Regions from separate parts of the Mus musculus genome. Here region 1 is linked to region 2. Evidence: chromatin contacts called from public HiChIP or PLAC-seq data. All regions are on one chromosome and are shown on one strand. Each heading gives the region's core, a stretch centred on a gene start, on an enhancer-like site or on the middle of the called end of the contact. The rest is flanking DNA. Distances are from core to core; before and after follow the strand shown.

Region 1 (4,455 bases), core at 1,213-3,712, 170 kb after region 2:
ATAGTTACATGGGTCATAACACAATTTCCAAAAAAGATTCCCTTGATGGGGAGATATGACTTTAAAGTGTTTTCTTTAGCTGTAATGTTAGCCCCTCTTTGATTTTGTTTCAGATACATAGAGAGTTTTCAGACTTAGGAAATAAAAATCTCAGACACCCAGCTAAACTCAAACTTCCAATGAACACAAATGATCCAAATGTTTAGATAAACTATGTTCTAAAATGTTCCACAAAAATATGCAATATCTGAGACATGTTTATGCTATAAAAGTATTTGATGTTTATCTGAAATTTGACTTTAAGTAGGTATCCTAGTTAGGGTTTCTATTGCTGTGATGAAACACCATGACAGAGAACAAGTTGGGAAGGAAAGGGTTTATTTGGCTTACACTTCTACATTGTAGTCCATCAGTGAAGGAAGTCAGGGTAGAAGCTGCTGCTGCTGCTGCTTAGTGGCTTGCTCCCCTTGGCTTGCTCAGCCTGTTTTCTTATAAGACTCAGGACCACCAGCCATAATGAATTGGGCCCTACCCCATCAATCACCAGTTAAGAAAATGCTCTACAGACTTGCCTAAGGCCCAGTTTATGGAGGTATTTTGTCAAGTGAGGTTCCTTTCTCTCAGATGATTAGAGTTTGTATCAAGTCGAGGTAAAGCTAGCTCACTAGGCTTCCAGCAACTTTTACTCTTTGCTTCTTGGACAAGCAAATCTGCTCCCATCTCTTGCTCTTGCATGGCCACTGTTTGCGCATTCTTCCCTGGCCTGTTTCCGTTTGTCACTCTCTGGTTACTTTCTTATATCTTAATTCCATAGATATGCTTTCTAGCTTCCTTTCTTGCTTTGAACTTGGCTGTGGAAGGGCTTCTTGTCCATAAAGGATTTTATATTTTTCTCTGTCTTTCTGTCTCTGCCTCTGCCTCTGCCTCTCCGCCCCCCCCCTCTCTCTCACACACACATACACACTGTCCCTTATCAGCATAATAATATCAATAGTCATATTTTGCCTCATGACTGCACGCACTGTCTGTCATCCTCAGAAGACCTTAAGCTGGCTGGTGTGACCTGTTCTCACTGTGTGAATATGCACACGGAGGTATTGTATGCATGGCAGCATCAGGTGCTAGTCCTCAGGTGCCTCTACCTGGCTTGTTTTGAGACAGGGTCTCTCATTGGCCTGGACTGGTTGATCTGGCTCAGCTGACTGGCCAGGGATCCACCTGAGCCCTCCTCCCCAGTGCTGAGGTTACCACTCACCACCACATAGGGAGTTTTTAAAATGTGGTTTCTGAGGATCAAACTCAGGTCTAATGTGTTCAAGGCAATTGCTGTACTGAGCTTTCTCTGAAGGTCTCACACTTGATGCTTTGGTTTCTCTTAGTGTCACTCTAGGGCCCAGAGAAAATATTATTGACTCAATTTTAAAACATACAAAACCATTCTTTCCCTCTAGCGCCAGATGAAGGGCATTGTGGTGATGTTTTTGCTTTAATTTCCCTCCCTCCCTCCGTCCCTCCGTCCCTCCGTCCCTCCCTCCGTTCCTCTCTCATTCTCTCTCTCTCTCATTCTCTCTCTCTCTCTCTCTCTCTCTCTCTCTCTCTCTCTCTCTCTCTCTCTCTCTCTCTCTCTCTCTCTCTCTCTCTCTCTCTCTCTCTCTCTCTCTCTCTCTCTTTCTCACAGCATGTGTGACTGCAGGGCCAACAAAGGCCAGAAGGGGGCGTTTAGATTCCTTGGAGCAGGAGTTACAGGTGGTTGTAAGCTGCTAGTGTGGACGCTGGGAACTAAATCTAGATCTTTTGCAAGAATACTTAACTGATTCTTGCCAGGACTTCCTCATACCCCAATCCACAGGCACACTTTCCAGCCTCCTCTCTTGCTTTTCTTTGCTGTAGGGGGCTTGGAGGGCACTCTTAACTGCTGAGTCATCTCACCACTGTGTGTCTTACTTGCTTTCAATCTGTTCCCCTTTTTATAAAAAACAAACCCTACCATTCCCTCAGTCTCCATTTCTGCAGTTTGGAAAGGTCTTGCCAGAGCTACAGAGCCAGGCTTGGAGACGTGGCCCTGGCTGATCAGTTAATTTCATCTTCTTGGCAGGATGCAGTTCAGGGATGGTGAAGTCCCAGGTTCATATAAGCCCCTTCCCCATGTTCCTGAGAGGAACAAGTTGTAAGTCTGAGCAGCTCATAGCATTTTCTCCCTAGAAGGAAACAACTGGGAAGCTGATCTGTAGGCTTAGATTTTCTTTTAATAAGTGTTCTCAAACGCTTAGACATCCCCCTCCCTGTTCTAGCCCACTATCTCAAAGGTAGGAGAGAAAAGATGGTAAACAGCACAAGGGGATGTGGACCTGTTTAGAAGTAGTTCCTTGGGGGTGATTTTAATCTCTGTTTGTCAGGATACAGCAGTCTAGTTCAGTAGTGACAGGGTAGCAAACACGAACCAGCAGTGGTGGCGTGATCTTGCAGAAACTGCCAGGCCTCTGCCAAATCAGCATGAACAGCGACCAGGACCAGCCAGGATGCCCGGAGTTCTCTGCCATGCATCTTTCAACTGCATGGAGATCAGCAAAGACGAAGAGTGGAAGAGAAGAAGGAAGTGTTGCAAACCGAGCTATGCAAGCGTGCCATCACTGTCCATGGAGTCCTATTTATACTCTGCCCAAACATCGCGTGTCCTCCCATGGGTCTTGCCTCAGCAAAACACCATGTGCGTCTGCATCACGTGACAAATGGAGACACTTCCAAGTCACAGACTCTAGCCAAATCCTTGTGAATAATCCTCCAGGTGAGACTGTGAGTGAGTCCTGAGGCTCTCCCTGATGGCACAGTGCTCAGCCAGCACATGGGAGGCGGATATCCACAAAGATTCAACCTTCTGGTGCCTATGACTTTGCCCATATCTGCACTGTTGGGCCAAGTGTTGTGATCGCAGCGCAGCTCCAGAAAGACCACCCCAGGCCAAACAGATCCACGTGAGGTTTATTGAGAGAGAGAAAGAGAGAGAAGGGCAAGGTGAAAGAGAAGGTGGGGGAGGGGGAGGGAGAGGTCGATCAGAGGGGCCTTCCTTTTATATATGGATAGTGACCTAGCCACAGGTAAAGGTGGGAGGTGAGCCGAGTGGATTATGGGAATATCGTGTCTGTTACCTTGGCAACAAGTATGCAGGTTGTGCTGTTGCCTATGTGATGTTACAGGTTTCAGAGGTCCTGATACCAACACCAAGTGTGTCCCTTCAGAGGGTTTCTGGTTCCAGACCTCCACCCAGCCTTCTCCAGGTGGCTCTGCAGACCTGCCTTCGGGAGAATGGAACTTCAAAGCCACTTCCCCACTAAAACTCAGCAGCCATGACTTTCCATAGGGCAGGAGCTTCATGTTCAGGACACGTGGTTTCCTCTCTGGGCTGATTAGCCAGCAGTGAGCCAGTGCTGGCTCCTGTGTTGCCCTCTGCATAGGCCGTCACAGGAGGTAAGGACCTTTTCATCTCCTTGGGACTTGTCTTTTTCTTTTGACTTCACCACAGGGTTTCATGTAGCCTAGGCTGGCCTTGAATCCACTCTGTAGCCAAGGATGCTCTTGAACTGATCCTCCCTTCTCCACCTTCTGGGTGCTGGGATTACAGGCACGCCCCCACCACACCTAACTATACATTGCTGGGAGTGGAACCCAGAGTTTTGTGCTCACCAGCGTTGATGCATCTCATTACACGGACTTCTAGCCTATTGCTTTCAACAGTGTGTGTCGGGTTGCATCCCTTCCTTCTGTATTTTGATGGTCCAGTCCTCAGGCTGAGTGCCCTAGGTGGCCACTAATGCAAATCAGGTTTGAATGAACCTCCTCTCATGACTTGTAAATCTGTGTGGGAGTTCCTTGGGGCTATTTACACACCCAGAGCTGGAGTAAGTTCCATACATAGTTTCGGGAGGAAAGGGCGAATTACCCACTGTAGGATTGTGCTAGTGTTCCTTTCTCTCCGGTCATGCTGAAAGAACACGTGGGACAATAGTTGATTATCAGCCAGTTTAAAACATTTTAGTTATGTAGTATGAAGTAATATAGTATTAATATTTTCTCTCACCTCCCCTCCCCCTCTCTCCCTCCTTCCTTCCTTCCTTCCTTCCTTCCTTCCTTCCTTCCTTCCTTCCTTCCTTCCTTCCTTCCTTCCTTCCCTCCTCCCTTTTCTCCTTCCCTCCTCCCTTTCCTCTTTCCCTCCTCCCTTCTCTCTTTCCCTCCTTTCTCTCTTCTCCTCCTCCCGTCTCTCTTTCCCTCCCCCTTTCTCTCTTTCCCTCCTCCTTTCTCTCTCTCCCTCCTCCTCTCTCCCTTTCCCTCCCTCCTTCTCCCTTTCCTCCCTTCCTTTTCGTTGTTGTGATGAGTATGGAACCCAGCGCCTTTTACACAGTAGGTTCGCTTTCTATGATGGACCTTTCTATGATGGTCCGTAAGGTTAGTGAGTGTTCT
Region 2 (4,139 bases), core at 1,275-3,774:
AAATGAACTTATGGGAGTTCTCTCTTGACTGGATATCTGAACAGCATGCAACAGATGCACTAAGGCTCACCCTGGGCTCTCTGATCTTTACTTTAAGGATAGTAAGCTGAAAGAACATGAAAAAATAAGCACACATACACATGCACGCATGCACACATGAACACACGCATACACACACACATCCTGGAAAGAAAAAATAAACTAAAAACTCAAATCAGAACTCTTTGGTGTATTTTATGCTGTTAGATACTAATGGAAATAGAGCTAAAATACAATATGAAAAAATAAAACTATACTAAATAAGAAAGAAAGAAAGAAAGAAGGAAGGAAGGAAAGAAAGAAAGAAAGAGAGAGAGAGAAAAAACTGTCTAGTTTATAGCCAGAAAGTTAAGTGAGTATACCTTAAAAAAAAAAAACAGACAAGAAGGATTAGGCCTAAAGCTCTTAGTAATTCCTGGTTTGGCATTGCTCAACTAATAAAGTCATCCATCATAAGAAGGGAATGAGTTTCAGGATATGAGAGACCATCTATCAAAGACAGCAGGGTAGATGTCAGTGTCCTGTGGCTTTCAGATCTAAATCATACCACACAACATCCTCCCCACTAAAAACATGTGTTGGTGTGCGTGGGTATGCGTGTGGAGCCGGAGGATAACCTTCCTGTCAGGCCTTGTCACAATCCACCTTGTTTTACAGACCAGGTCTCTTGCTAGGTTGAAACTTACCAGCAAGTCCCAGGTATCCTCCTACCTCCAGCTCCTCAGTTCTGGGTTTACAAATGCACTCTAATACACTCAACTTTATCTGTCTGTCGTCTGTCTGTCTGTCTGTCTGTCTATTATTAAGTTACTTATTTACTTTAATCCCGATGGCAGCTTCCTCTCCCCATCTCCCCTTCTCCTCAGAAAAGGGGAGGCCTCCCCATATATCCAGCTTTTTAATGCAGGTTCTGGAGCTCAAACTCTGGTCATCACACTTGCACTGCAAGCACGTTACTGTCCGAGCCATCTTTACAGCCCATGTGCTCCCCCCACTCCCTTTTGTCAAGAGGACTTTGTATTTACAGTCAGATCATCTGTTTCCCAGAATGATAATTAAAATTAGTAAATTGATTATTTGCCAATATATTCATTTGTTTTGACCTAGGAGGAAAATGCTCATGTTTCCCTTCTCATTCTTGGCTTTTTTCTGTGATCTCAAGGTTGCGATATCTTCTGTATAAGGGTGAACATTGCTCTTTCCTGGCTGGGGCTTCCTACCCTAGAGCCTGCATTGTGTGACTTACCAAACTGCCATTGTTGCGTGCTGCTGTGGTTGGGAGAACATGTTAGGATGAAGGAAGTTCTTCCCCAGCATCACGTTTCCTTTCCATTACAGTACAAGCTTGGAATATTTAGGGCTGCACTTGTGCACGGTCCTGGCTTCAGGCCCTGGACAATGGCTGTTCTCTGTGAACGCCTAGCCCTTTCAGAGATTTCCTTTAGGGTTTCTATAGCATGTTTACTTCCCGATGGATTTGGGAAGTGAAGACCTCTGTGTAGAAGGCTTTGAAGAGACCTCAGATTAGCGTCACCTCTATGAAAGTGTCACTGGGCTATCCTTATGCCTGGTGCCATGACGGGTTATCAGTTTGAAACAGGTCACTGTTAGGAGCACAGCCCAGTCTGTAGCTACTGTCACAGAGCCAAGTTTGAGTTTCTTGAAGTTTTGGAATCCTCTTGTTTTTTTGCCTAAGACTTGGGAATGTAATGGTGTTATTTCTGTCACTAGATTCTGAATATCTTGAGGGTGATCTGTGTGTCTGATTTTTTTTTTCTTTAAATATCCTACAAAGGTCTCCTTCAGCCTGACAATCATTTAGCCAGTATCTTCTTGGGCCCTAACCTTATTTAAAAACAAAGGGGCTGAGGGGACGGCACAGTCCCTAAAGTACTTCCTGTACAAACTTCAGCTCCTGACCTTGGACCCCTGATAACCTGTACAATCCCAGCACCCGGGAGGTGGAAATAGGAGGATTTCTGGAGCTTTCGGGGCCAGCCGGTCTAGTCGATGGATGGGCGCTGGATTCAGTGAAAGACTTTGTTTCTAAAAGACAAGGTGGACAGTGACAGAGGAAGACTTTCAACGTTAACCTCTGGCCTCCTTACACATGCACAGACAGACACACGCACTAATGCACACCGATCACACACTACACGTTTGGAAATGTAGATTAAAAAAAAAAAAAACAAACCCCAAATCTGTAACTCAAACAATCACTGGAATTACATTTAATCTTCATTTAAAGAAAATACACAGTGGGATGGGAGCTGTTTCTCAGTTGGTTGTATGCATGAAGCCCTGGCTTTGATCCCTAAAACTCATAAACCAGAGGTGGTGGTGTCTACCTGTAATCCCAACACTTGGGACACAGAGGCAGGGTGGTCAGACGTTCAAGGTCACCCTCAGTGTCACAGTTAGGGTTTCTGTTGCTGTGACAAAACACCATGACCAAAAGCAACCTGAGGAGGAAGGATCTATTTCGCTTTATACTTCCATATCACAGTTCCTCCTCAGAAGGCAGTCAGGGTAGAGATGGAACCTGGAGACAGGAGCTGGTGCAGAAGCCATGGCGGGGCACTGTTCACTGTCTTGTTCCTCATGGCTTGCTCAGCTTGCTTTCTTATAGACCATAGGACCACCAACCCAGGGGTGACACCACCCACAGTAGACTAGTCCCTCAATCATCACCCACTAATTAAGAAAAGGCTGTGCAGACTTCTGCATAGCCTAATCTTACAGAGCCATTTTTTTTCATTGAGATTCCCTCCTCCTCTTAGAAGACTCTTGCTGGGGTTAAGTTGACATAAACTAGCTAGTTGACAGTCAGCTAGTTAGTGAGTAATTCAAGGTTGGAATGGGTTACAAAAAGAAATAAAAGGTTCTGACTTAAAAAAATTTTTTTTTTTGATTCTTCAAGACAAGGTTTCTTTGAGTAACAGAGCCCTGGTTGTTCTAGAATTTGATTGATAGATCAGGCTGGCCTCAAACTCAGATATACACCTGCCTCTGCCTCCTGAGTGCTGAGATTAAATGTGTGTACCACAACACCAGCTCGAAAATATCTATAATTAGCTGTCATGTGCTATCTTGTAATCTACACCTTTCATTTCACAATCCTAAACACTTTCTAATGGTCTTTACAAACACCACTCAAGAAGTTGGCTACACACGAGAAGGAGAGAACTGACTCCTGCAAGTGGTTCCCTGTCCTAGAATTCACACAGTGGCATGTGCACACCCACACAACACAGACACACAGACACACACAAAATAAATAAATGTAATAAAGAAAACAAAGAAGCTAGCTAATATCTCATTGTGTGTACTCACTACACTTTTCTTAATTCTACTTTTATTAATGTGCTTTTATTCTTATTTAGGTGTATGCAATTTGTCTGTGTCTATATAATGAATGCATGTTCCTGAATACAGTTGCTTGTAGAGGTCATAAGACTTCCTGACCTCCATCTGTGGACCTCAGATTCCCTGCAGCCAGTTAAGGGCAGTTGTGAGTAGCCTACCATGGGTGCTGTAACTGAACGTGGGTCCTCTGATAGAGCAGCAAGAGCTCTAACTTAACTACAGAGCCATCTCTCCATCCCCTCTTAATCCTGATCCCACCATTAGATTTGAAATTTCTTTCCAGATGTCTACCCATGGCCTCTTGGGGTCAGAGGGACAAGCATGGAGACCTTCAGGGCAGGTGCCTCTGGCTTTGCTGGGACAGACCAGTGTCAGTCTGACCAGTGTACTCACTGGCGTGGGAGACTGATGTGTACCCTGGCATGGTGGCCAGCGCTTCTTTGGAAATGTTTGCAAGTTTGACATGTGAGGAGCAGCAGGGTTGTGGTTCTGACTTTTATTAATTTGGTTGCTAGCAAGGCTGAACATTTCTTCCTGTTTTTGTTTATCAAGATTGTTTCCTCTTTTGTGAACTTTCTCTCTGTGTCTTTTCTTATTCCCTCTCCCTCTCCCTCTCCCTCTCCCTCTCCCTCTCCCTCCCTCCCTCCCTCTCTCTCTCTCTCTCTCTCTCTCTCTCTCTCTCTCTCTCTCTCTCTCTCTCTCTCTCTCTCTTTCTCTCTCTGTGTGTGTGTGTG

Evidence for each region. HiChIP or PLAC-seq counts read pairs in DNA pulled down with a chosen protein or histone mark.
Region 1: an H3K27ac HiChIP or PLAC-seq map of acute myeloid leukemia shows a contact between it and region 2, with 2.4 times the contacts expected there. The contact joins two enhancer-like sites. A contact is called at or near these places in 4 of 484 Hi-C or Micro-C datasets (the G1E-ER4 cell line, the N1E-115 cell line, epidermal suprabasal cells and 1 more) and 5 of 115 datasets of contacts at active chromatin or transcription factors (the HPC-7 cell line, acute myeloid leukemia, bone marrow-derived macrophages and 2 more).

The regions. Positions count from the first base shown.
Region 1 is chr1:128,744,924-128,749,378 of GRCm38.p6, forward strand. No RefSeq gene overlaps it. Among named protein-coding and RNA genes, the nearest start is that of Gm23056, 140 kb to the right of the region's middle. Within about 2 kb of position 2,463, at least 37 of the 459 cell types and tissues checked have an H3K27ac peak or open chromatin away from gene starts, as enhancers often do. A contact at or near this core is called in acute myeloid leukemia, where this site is marked.
Region 2 is chr1:128,573,672-128,577,810 of GRCm38.p6, forward strand. No RefSeq gene overlaps it. Among named protein-coding and RNA genes, the nearest start is that of Cxcr4, 17 kb to the right of the region's middle. Within about 2 kb of position 2,525, at least 7 of the 459 cell types and tissues checked have an H3K27ac peak or open chromatin away from gene starts, as enhancers often do. A contact at or near this core is called in acute myeloid leukemia, where this site is marked.